2 separate regions of the Mus musculus genome follow, and region 2 is linked to region 1. Evidence: chromatin contacts called from public promoter capture Hi-C data. All regions are on one chromosome and are shown on one strand. The core of a region is the stretch at or near the end of the contact, and the rest is flanking DNA. Distances in the headings are between cores, read along the strand shown. Region 1 holds the start of Dipk1a (divergent protein kinase domain 1A). Region 2 holds the start of Slc26a1 (solute carrier family 26 (sulfate transporter), member 1).

Region 1 (4,426 bases), core at 270-2,769:
ACTAGCAAGCTTACCCTAATTTCATCATTGATAACGATGCAAATTCAGAAAAGTAAGAAACACACTAAGTGTTTGTCATTAATGTAAGCATAACTATTTGTAAAACTAATTTTGTTTGCGTGGTGTCGGGGATTGAATCCAGAACTCTTAATTTCTAACCTTAACCACATCAGAAAACCTTTGTACAGTTATAGCGCCAAAGATTGCATTCACATCTGTGGAAAACATTTAAAGCCAAAACTAAAGCCTAAAGCTCTACCAACTCCAAAAATTAATAATAGAAAGCTAAGTAGTTTAAGTTCAAAGATTTTAAACATGCCCAAATACTTTAACCTGGAGGGGTGGAATGCTAGACTAGGTTCTAATACTGGTACTCAAGGCACAACTATTTCTGGTGGCGCTGCTACAAACATTCAGTTTTACACCCTTAAAACCATGAGTTGTCAAGTCAGTCTCTCAATCTGGGTTTCTCTCGTTTCGATGTAATGACTTACACTTGCAAATTTCAAATTAAAATATAAGATTTATTTGGACAGTAACGGTTTCTCCTCAACTTTTTCTTTTTTTTCCATACTCATAAGAAGCACACCAACAACTGACCTAAATACACGTCCCATGTCGTCAGGCCTTTTAATGTAAGCAGTGTCCTCTAGAGACATATAACAATACTGCCAATGTGTGAGGCATTGATTTGTAGTTGTTTTTCCATCCGAGCTATGGATTTGTGCTCAGCTACTCACGACGTCTACTAGGTCCCCCTGGTGACCAAACAGTGCACCAAAGCAGCAGGAGGGTTCTAAAGCCTACTGACAGCGGAACAGAAAATCATGAAAAATTAACACGGCAACAGTACACACGACGTGACTGTGAATTGCGTTCGCACTGCTGGCGGGCTGAGTGAAGAGCCGTACAACGGTCACCATCCCCTTTTTGCAAAAGCATCGCCTCGATCGAGCTTGCCTACTCCTCCCTCCCATTTAAACCAGAGATGTGATGAGAACACCAAACCCAGGGGATCTGCACGAGGCACAGCTACTGGCTGGGACTTGGGGAACCACTGGTATGACAATCGGTCACGATTCTGTGGAGCATGGAGGAATGACACACCACCCTTTCCTACCCCAGACACAGAGTCAGGAATGGCAGGTCGAGGGGGGGCCCTTGGGGAAAGCGGGAGAGCACGCAGAGGAGGGACCGCGGCGCGTCCGGGGCCGGGACTCAGAGGGGCTCAGGGCTGGGGCGGCGCCCGAGGAGCGGGACCAGGGCTGGGAGGGCGCGCCGCCAGGTGCCGGTCCGCAGGAGGCGGCGGGGCGCGCACGGAGGGAGGACGGGGCGCTGAGTCCCGCGTGGCGCGGAGCGGAGGGCGCGTGGCGGGGCCGCGGCCGGCCTACCTGGAGGTAATGGGGTTTCCTCAGCCAGGCCCCCGCGCAGAGACTCCTCGCCATGGCACTCACATCGCCCCGCCGCGCCGCAGTCGGAGGCGGACCCGAGCGCGGCCGCCCGCCGGCCTCCCCGCCCCTGCCCCGCCGGCCCGCCCACGGCCCGCCCCCGGCGCGCGCTCCCCGGGGCCGCGCTGCGGCGAGGGCGGCGGGTAGCGGAGGCCGGCTCCGCGCGCAGAACCCCACCCCCACCGCCAGCCGCGGCGGTCGTCAAGGCGCGGGCGCGGGGCTCCGCCATAAAGGGGAGTCGAGCCTCGCGTCCGCCGACACAAATCCGCCTGCGCCTCCGTGCTTAAAGGGGAGGCGCGGACGGGGGAGGGGTACGGCCGAGGCGGGTGCGAGCAGCACGGGGGTGCGCAAAACGTGGGCTCCGTGGAGCGCCCACTTCACTGTGAGGCTTGCGGCTTCACGCGCGGAGTCCCGCCGTCCGCGCTCTGGACCTGTGCGAGCGGATTGCACGGAAATTCTGTGGATGCTTAGAGCTGCATCCTAGGCGACCAACTAACTCATAGATCCTCTCCAGGGAAAGGAGGCTCTCCGGAGACGCGACCACCGCTATCTAGGGGAGGAAGGGACTCCTTCCCGCTCAGTTCTGCGTGGCCTTCCAGACACTTCGCCTCTTTGCGTACCTTAAATTTAATGCAATTTTTTTCTTTTATTTCTTTTTCTTTCTTTTTTACCATTTCGACTTTTTGAAGTTTGCATTGTTTGCAAAACAGCCTCAGAGTTTTCTTGCCTCTACCACAGAATCATGATTCACACGTTAAATACATAATTAAATAAATAAATGCCGGATAAATACAGTGAAGGCAGGAGACCTTCTAGGATATAGCAGAGCAGCTCAGTTAAGGCTATACACCTCAAGGCGTTGCTTTCTTCTGTTGACACTGATGGCCAAATAAGGGAGAAGGGGCCACCCTGGGAGGAGTACAGCTATTGATCTGAGTGACTTCAATGCAGGGAGATGCAGGTCCTACTTCATTTTTTTCCCTTGCTATGCCGTACTTTATGTTTCTAGTGCTTTCAGTTTCTGGAAACAGGTCTTTAACCTGGATAATATTTTGTTACTCGCAAAGAAGTGCATGAGCCACTGACTTTCACTTTTAATTAAATGACTTCAGTAATTTCTAAAGTAAAAGTAAATATGAGCTGGGCATGGTGACTCATGCCTGTAATTCCAGCACTTGGCCAACCGGAGCTACTTAAGACAAAGACAGACAAAGGGAGGGAAGGAAGAAGGAGGAAAGGACGGATCCTACCGGTTTCCTTTAGTTGTTTTTTTGTTTTTTGTTTTTTTAAAGATTTATTTATTACTTATTATATGTAAGTACACTGTAGCTGTCTTCAGACACTTCAGAAGAGGGAGTCAGATCTCGTTACGGATGGTTGTGAGCCACCATGTGGTTGCTCAGATTTGAACTCCGGACCTTCGGAAGAGCAGTCGGGTGCTCTTACCTGCTGAGCCATCTCACCAGCCCTTTTTTTTTTTTTTTTTAAGATTTTATTATTTATATGTGTATGTCTGCCATATTTGTGTGATTGCTTATAAAAGCCAAAAGAGGGCATCAGAACACCTGGGGCTGGAATTTCAGTTGGTTTTAAGCTGCCCAACTTGGGTGCTGGGAACCAAACTCGAGTTCTCTGGAACAGCCAGAAGCCCTCTTAACCACGGAGCAATCTCTCCAGCTCTGCAATAAGTATTTTCTTAGCATCCAGACACTGTTCAAATTTTTTTGCTATGTACACAAAAAGACAAAGCAGGCAGAATTCCTAACTTTATGGATATTACATTTTGGAGATGAGAAGACAGGCAATAAATAATAAACACAATGACTATAGAGAAGTCTGGTAAGAGCCAGTTGTGGTGACATGCCCACAGTCATAGTACTTGGGAGGTGTAAACAGATCAGGAATTCAAGGACAGCCTCAGCCCAGCTCACCTGCACAATTTGGAAACCCTATCTCAAAATAAAATAAAATAAAATAAAATAAAATAAAATAAAATAAAATAAAATAAAACAAAACTGGTCAAGGCCAGGTGAGGTAGTAGCAAGCAGATATGTGTGAGTTCAAGACCTGCCTGGTTTATATAGCTAGTTTCATGCCAGCCAGTGCTTCAAGGTAATGGGGTAGTGAGAGGTAGAGAAAACTACAGACAGTTGGCTAGGAGATCAAGAGTTTATTTGCTCATGTTACATTTAAGTATGTATTTGGAATTCAAGTGGTGTCTGGGTTTGGGGTTTCAGTTTTTTTAAATCAAGGATGCATATAGGCCAGGCTGGCCTTGAACTCACAATCATCCTGCCTCTACTCCCAAGTGCTGGGATTGCAACTCTGTACCACCACATCCAGCTCTCATGGCAATCTTGAGTAGGTGATTGTGTACACGAGAGTATGGGATAAAGGAAAATATTGCACGTTAGAGATACACAGGTGTTATCGGCATTTTCAGATGGCATTGAAGCCAGGTTTTACAAACTACATGCATTTGTAGAGGGGGAGGTGTAAATAGAGGTGTAAATCAAGGATGAAGCCCTGGGTATAGTGCAAATCAAGGGAGGCGAGCAAGGAACAGGGTCTCAGGAGCAGCCAGTTAAGGAATAAGGTAGCCCAAGAGCCAAATTAAGCTAGTGTATCAACGAGGAGTGAATGCCATAGTAAGGAATTGACCACTGGATTCACTGTGTTAGAGAACTCTGTCAGCACCTGCATAGCGGCTCCCTAACCATCTGTAATCCAGGTCCAGTTCCAGGAGATCCAGTGCTGTCTCTGGTCTTTGAGGGCGCCAGGCATGCAAGAGTGTGTGAGTGTGTGTGTGCCTGTGTTCGTGAGTGTATGTGTGTGAGTGTGTGAGTATGAGTGTGCGGGTGCATGTGTGTGTGTGTGTGCATGAGTGTATGTGTGTGAGTGTGTGTGTGCATATGTGTGCCTCTGTGTGTGTGTGCGTGTGTGTGTGAGTGTGTGTATATGCCTGTGTATGAGTATGT
Region 2 (3,958 bases), core at 435-2,934, 690 kb after region 1:
AGGAAGTAGATCAGGTTGGCAAAGAAGGAAGTGTAGAGGCTATAGATGGGTTGTAACCCAGCCAGCAGTGAGTAGGCTATGGCCTGTGGCACCAGGATAATGCCAATGACCAATCCTGACATGACATCACCTGCTAGGTATTCCTTAAGGCGGTACTGGGGCAGCCAGTGTATGGCAGGAAACAGACCCTGCACCAGAGCCTGAGCACATGGCATACTGCAGGTGCAGCTCTTCTTCAGCCTGGCCTTCAGTGTTTCCAGCAAGCCCTGGGACACAGGGGGCTGCCGTCGGACCAGTACCAGTGTCCCACCCTTCTGTTGGGGCTCAGGAGAAGCATCCATCCTGTCACACCAGGCTCTTTGGCTTATCTGCAAGGGGGAATGGGCATGGTTAGGTGTCTAGGCCCTCAGAGCCCAGGAGCCAGCTTCACAGTGAGTTTTTGTCCACCCAAACACAGACATCAGATATCAGAGCCTGTCCTACTGACGTGAGGTTGTACTTCTGTGTGGGTGAATATAAGGCCTTGAGCTCCAAGATGCTAGTTTTATTGTGAGAGGTGTTTATGGCAGCAGCATGCCTCAGGGAGACATTTGACCTAGCTTCAACCCCAGCAGTGCTCTGTGGTCTACTTAACTCAGCCCCTATGTGAAGTCTGCTGTCTAAAGCATTCTGAAGATCACCTACAAGGGCTAGACTAGGCCTCCACCAGCCCACATATGCCCAAGCCACAATGACAGTAGAGGCAGATGCATCTTGAACTTGAACTCCAACCTCTTCCCACCCACCCACCCACCCACCCACCCACCCAGTCTGGCAAGGGTCTCTGCCAGACACCCAACTTCTACATGAGTTCTCACAAGCCATCACCTGTTCTCCTGTGAACACCATGGACCTGGAGGTTGGCAGAAGACCTTGTATATTGTGTGTGCTAGGGCCCTTGGTCTCTGATAGCCTTCTTCATGAGTTTAGAATGTGTCTCACCAGGCACTAGTGTGCTGTGGAACCAGTGTGCCCATTATGCCAAGTGCTGAATCTCTTCTCAGAGGCTCAAGTACACCGAACAAGCACACTGCTTCACAGATGTCCACCTTTGGCCTGGCTGTCCTAGCCCCTTCTGACCTTGCTGTGGTACTGAAAAATTCTCAGGCTGTGCTGACCACGTGATGGCCTTGGTCCTGTTTACAGGTTCCAAAGTGCTTGTTTGTAATATTAATCAAACACTCTCTGTTCTCTTGCAACCCAGGACATGGTGGTGACTGTTGGAGCCAATTGTGCTTGGCCTGGGTACTGGGATAGCAGCTTCCCTGGTAGGGTGGTTGTCTAGCAGGCATTCTAGCTCTTGAGTAACATTATAAAAACAATGATACATAAGGGTCATTGAACACTCTGAGGCTCACCCCAAGTGTCTAGGGGCTCAGATGTGTGGAGGAAGGACTATAAGTATCACCTGCCTTGTATCTGAACAATCCCCAGAGAAATGGCAATCTAGGTTCCTATTTCTGCCCATTAAGCCACCTTTTCTGGGTCCTGTTGTATGGGTACAAGGGACAGTTCTTACCTGGGGCACCTGGCCGGCTCTGAAGGCTTTGCAATATCCAGGGGCAGCAGTTTGCTGGTGGGCTGATCCTCCAATCACTCTGGCTTAACAGACAGAGAGCTGGTTGGCAGGCACCTCTGAGGCTGATCTGTGGAGAATACTCCGCTGGGCTCACTGTTAAATTATTTACCCAAAAGATAGCTGAGTCATGGGTTTTCCCAGTCAAATGAATGTTACCTGAGCTGCTAATCCGGTGAGCTAATCCAGCAAGTTGTACTATAATCAGAGGCTCACAAGTAATTACGGTTATGTGGGCATGAGATAAACTCCCCTTTACAGAGGGGTGGGTGCTCCAGGTGCAGCCGCTTCTGTCTTGTTATGAGGAAGAGGAGGTGGAGACAGGAGTGGCTGAGGCAGGTTACTTGAGTGTGAGGCCCCAGAGGAACTGCGTGAAATCATGAGATTCTGGGGTCAAATACAGCTGACTCCGCCTCCCCAGATGCTGGTTATCTTCTTTCCACCATCATGGAGACTGTTCTGGCTGGAGTAAGCTGAAGCTCAGGCCCTGTTCCATGTTCCCGAGGGCAGTGCATGCGCAAGGCTACTGTTGTATGTGTACATACTTGTGAGTGAACACACACCTGTGTTGTGCACAGCCTGTCGGCATCAAAATAGGTGTGTTCCTCCCTTGCAGCAGGGATTCTAGATTGCCCTCAGCTTCATCCCCCTTCCTTCCCTCCCCTCCTTAGTACTGACCCCCTGTAATCCTGGTGAGGTACTTGGCCCCCACGTACCTCTGCAGGACATGAGACTTGCCTTGTAAGAATAGCTTAGAGCTAAATGTCCCTTTAACATTAGCTTAAGTAACCAGAGATCTCAGACTTGAGGCGTGCCCCTAAATTCTGTAAGGCTGGTCAGAACCCTCAGATCCACATCTTGTAGTGAGCAATGAGTTTCTCACATTGTGTTTAAGAGTAAGTAGTTTTGTGTAACGGTCTTGCTGTCTTCTGTGGGCTCCTGTATTCCGGGTGCTCTCCCATGATGGAGGTAGTTCTTTTCATTATGGCTAGAAGGCCAGCTAGTCTGGTCTGCTGTCTCCATAGGCCCCAGCACAGTGGGCAGTTTGCTTTGGGGCTGCGCAAAGTGAAGCTGTGTTTTACTCCTCTTATCCCCAAAGGTCTTAAGAATGGGTTTAGGATCAACAATTGTCTTACAGAACCATCTGGGACCCTGAGACTTCATTCTTCCAGGTCAGGGGACAATAAGAATTCAGAGTTCCTTCCAGTTCACAGGTTGGACACTTCTTTGGGACATTGACAGGTCTTGTCCAGTTCCTGCCAGCCATGGGCCTGATCCCAGCCCCACTTGTGGGTGAGATGGGAATGGAATGTGAGTGGAGAGGCCAGAGTGGAAAGCCTGACTGACACTGGGCTGGATGCTCTATGGTGTAGGTACTCCTCCACCTTTGCTCTCAGGCACCCCACCTGGATGCTGTCCTGTCTCTCCAAGAAGGCCTCCTGTTCCTAGAAGAGCCTATTTAGGGCCCCAGGGTTTTAACTTGTTCTGTCCTACCTTTGTAGGGCTGGACCTCCTCTTTCCCTTACAACAAGCTCTGAAGCCACCGTTTGCACAGCAGTTGGTAATGGTGGCTTACAGGAGCAGTTACCCAGTGGGTGTGGCAGAGTTAGTCAGAACATCTCTTGTGTCAGATAACAGGCTCCTCTAGTGGTCTGGGGATAACTACTGGGGTGTCATATAATGATAACTTACCCAGTTACCCACATAAGGGCCTCTGAGGAATGTACTGTTGCTACATCTTTGAGAATGGCAGAGCTGAAGTTGTGGAATGATGCCCTGTAAACACAGAGGTGCTGGGCTGTAGGACATGGTGGGAGTATTCACCTTCATTTCAAAGCAGAAAGAAAACAGTGTAGGGATGGCCCCACCCCTTTCTTCCACCCTGGGTGGGAGGGATTGGACAGACCTCTCCTGGTTAGTGTCCACAGCAAATGGAAATGCAGATGAAGTCATGTCTTCCATAGTTTGCCCCTGCTTTACTTTTCCCTCTACAGCTCTGTGCACTCAGGGTGGCGCTGCAATGGGTATGATCAGGCTCACTGCCCCACCCCAGTGTGCTCACCTTGCCTCGCTGCTGCACACACAGGGCAGGGGTATGAGGCCCATACGTCTGTTTGGTCCTATGAAGCTCGGTGATTTTTTTTTTCTTTTATCTCTAAGTCCACCATTTAAATACTGCATTCTTTATTTGGGAAGAAAACATCATACCCGGCCCAACAGTGGAAAATGGTGGGGCGGACAGGCTTTAGGACCAGACCAGAATTTCTGTGCCTTCCTGGAGCTTCAGCAGGTTCTCCCGAGAGACACCAAGCGTTTCCGCACTACACGCACCACCCCCATCCC

Evidence for each region. Promoter capture Hi-C pulls out the DNA fragments that hold promoters and counts their contacts.
Region 2: a promoter capture Hi-C map of cranial neural crest shows a contact between it and region 1. The contact joins the promoter of Slc26a1 here to the promoter of Dipk1a in region 1. A contact is called at or near these places in 6 of 39 promoter capture datasets (cranial neural crest, embryonic stem cells, frontonasal cranial neural crest and 1 more), 1 of 484 Hi-C or Micro-C datasets (embryonic stem cells), 2 of 115 datasets of contacts at active chromatin or transcription factors (astrocytes and embryonic stem cells) and 1 of 9 other capture datasets (embryonic stem cells).

What each region holds. Positions count from the first base shown.
Region 1 is chr5:107,985,558-107,989,983 of GRCm38.p6, forward strand. Dipk1a (divergent protein kinase domain 1A) reads right to left here and starts at 1,520. Exons shown (of 5, transcript NM_026062.4): 1 at 1,392-1,520. The coding sequence starts at 1,445.
Region 2 is chr5:108,673,681-108,677,638 of GRCm38.p6, forward strand. Slc26a1 (solute carrier family 26 (sulfate transporter), member 1) reads right to left here and starts at 1,685. Exons shown (of 3, transcript NM_174870.4): 1 at 1,559-1,685; 2 at 1-368. The coding sequence starts at 341. All of the region lies in intron 3 of Idua (iduronidase, alpha-L), which reads left to right.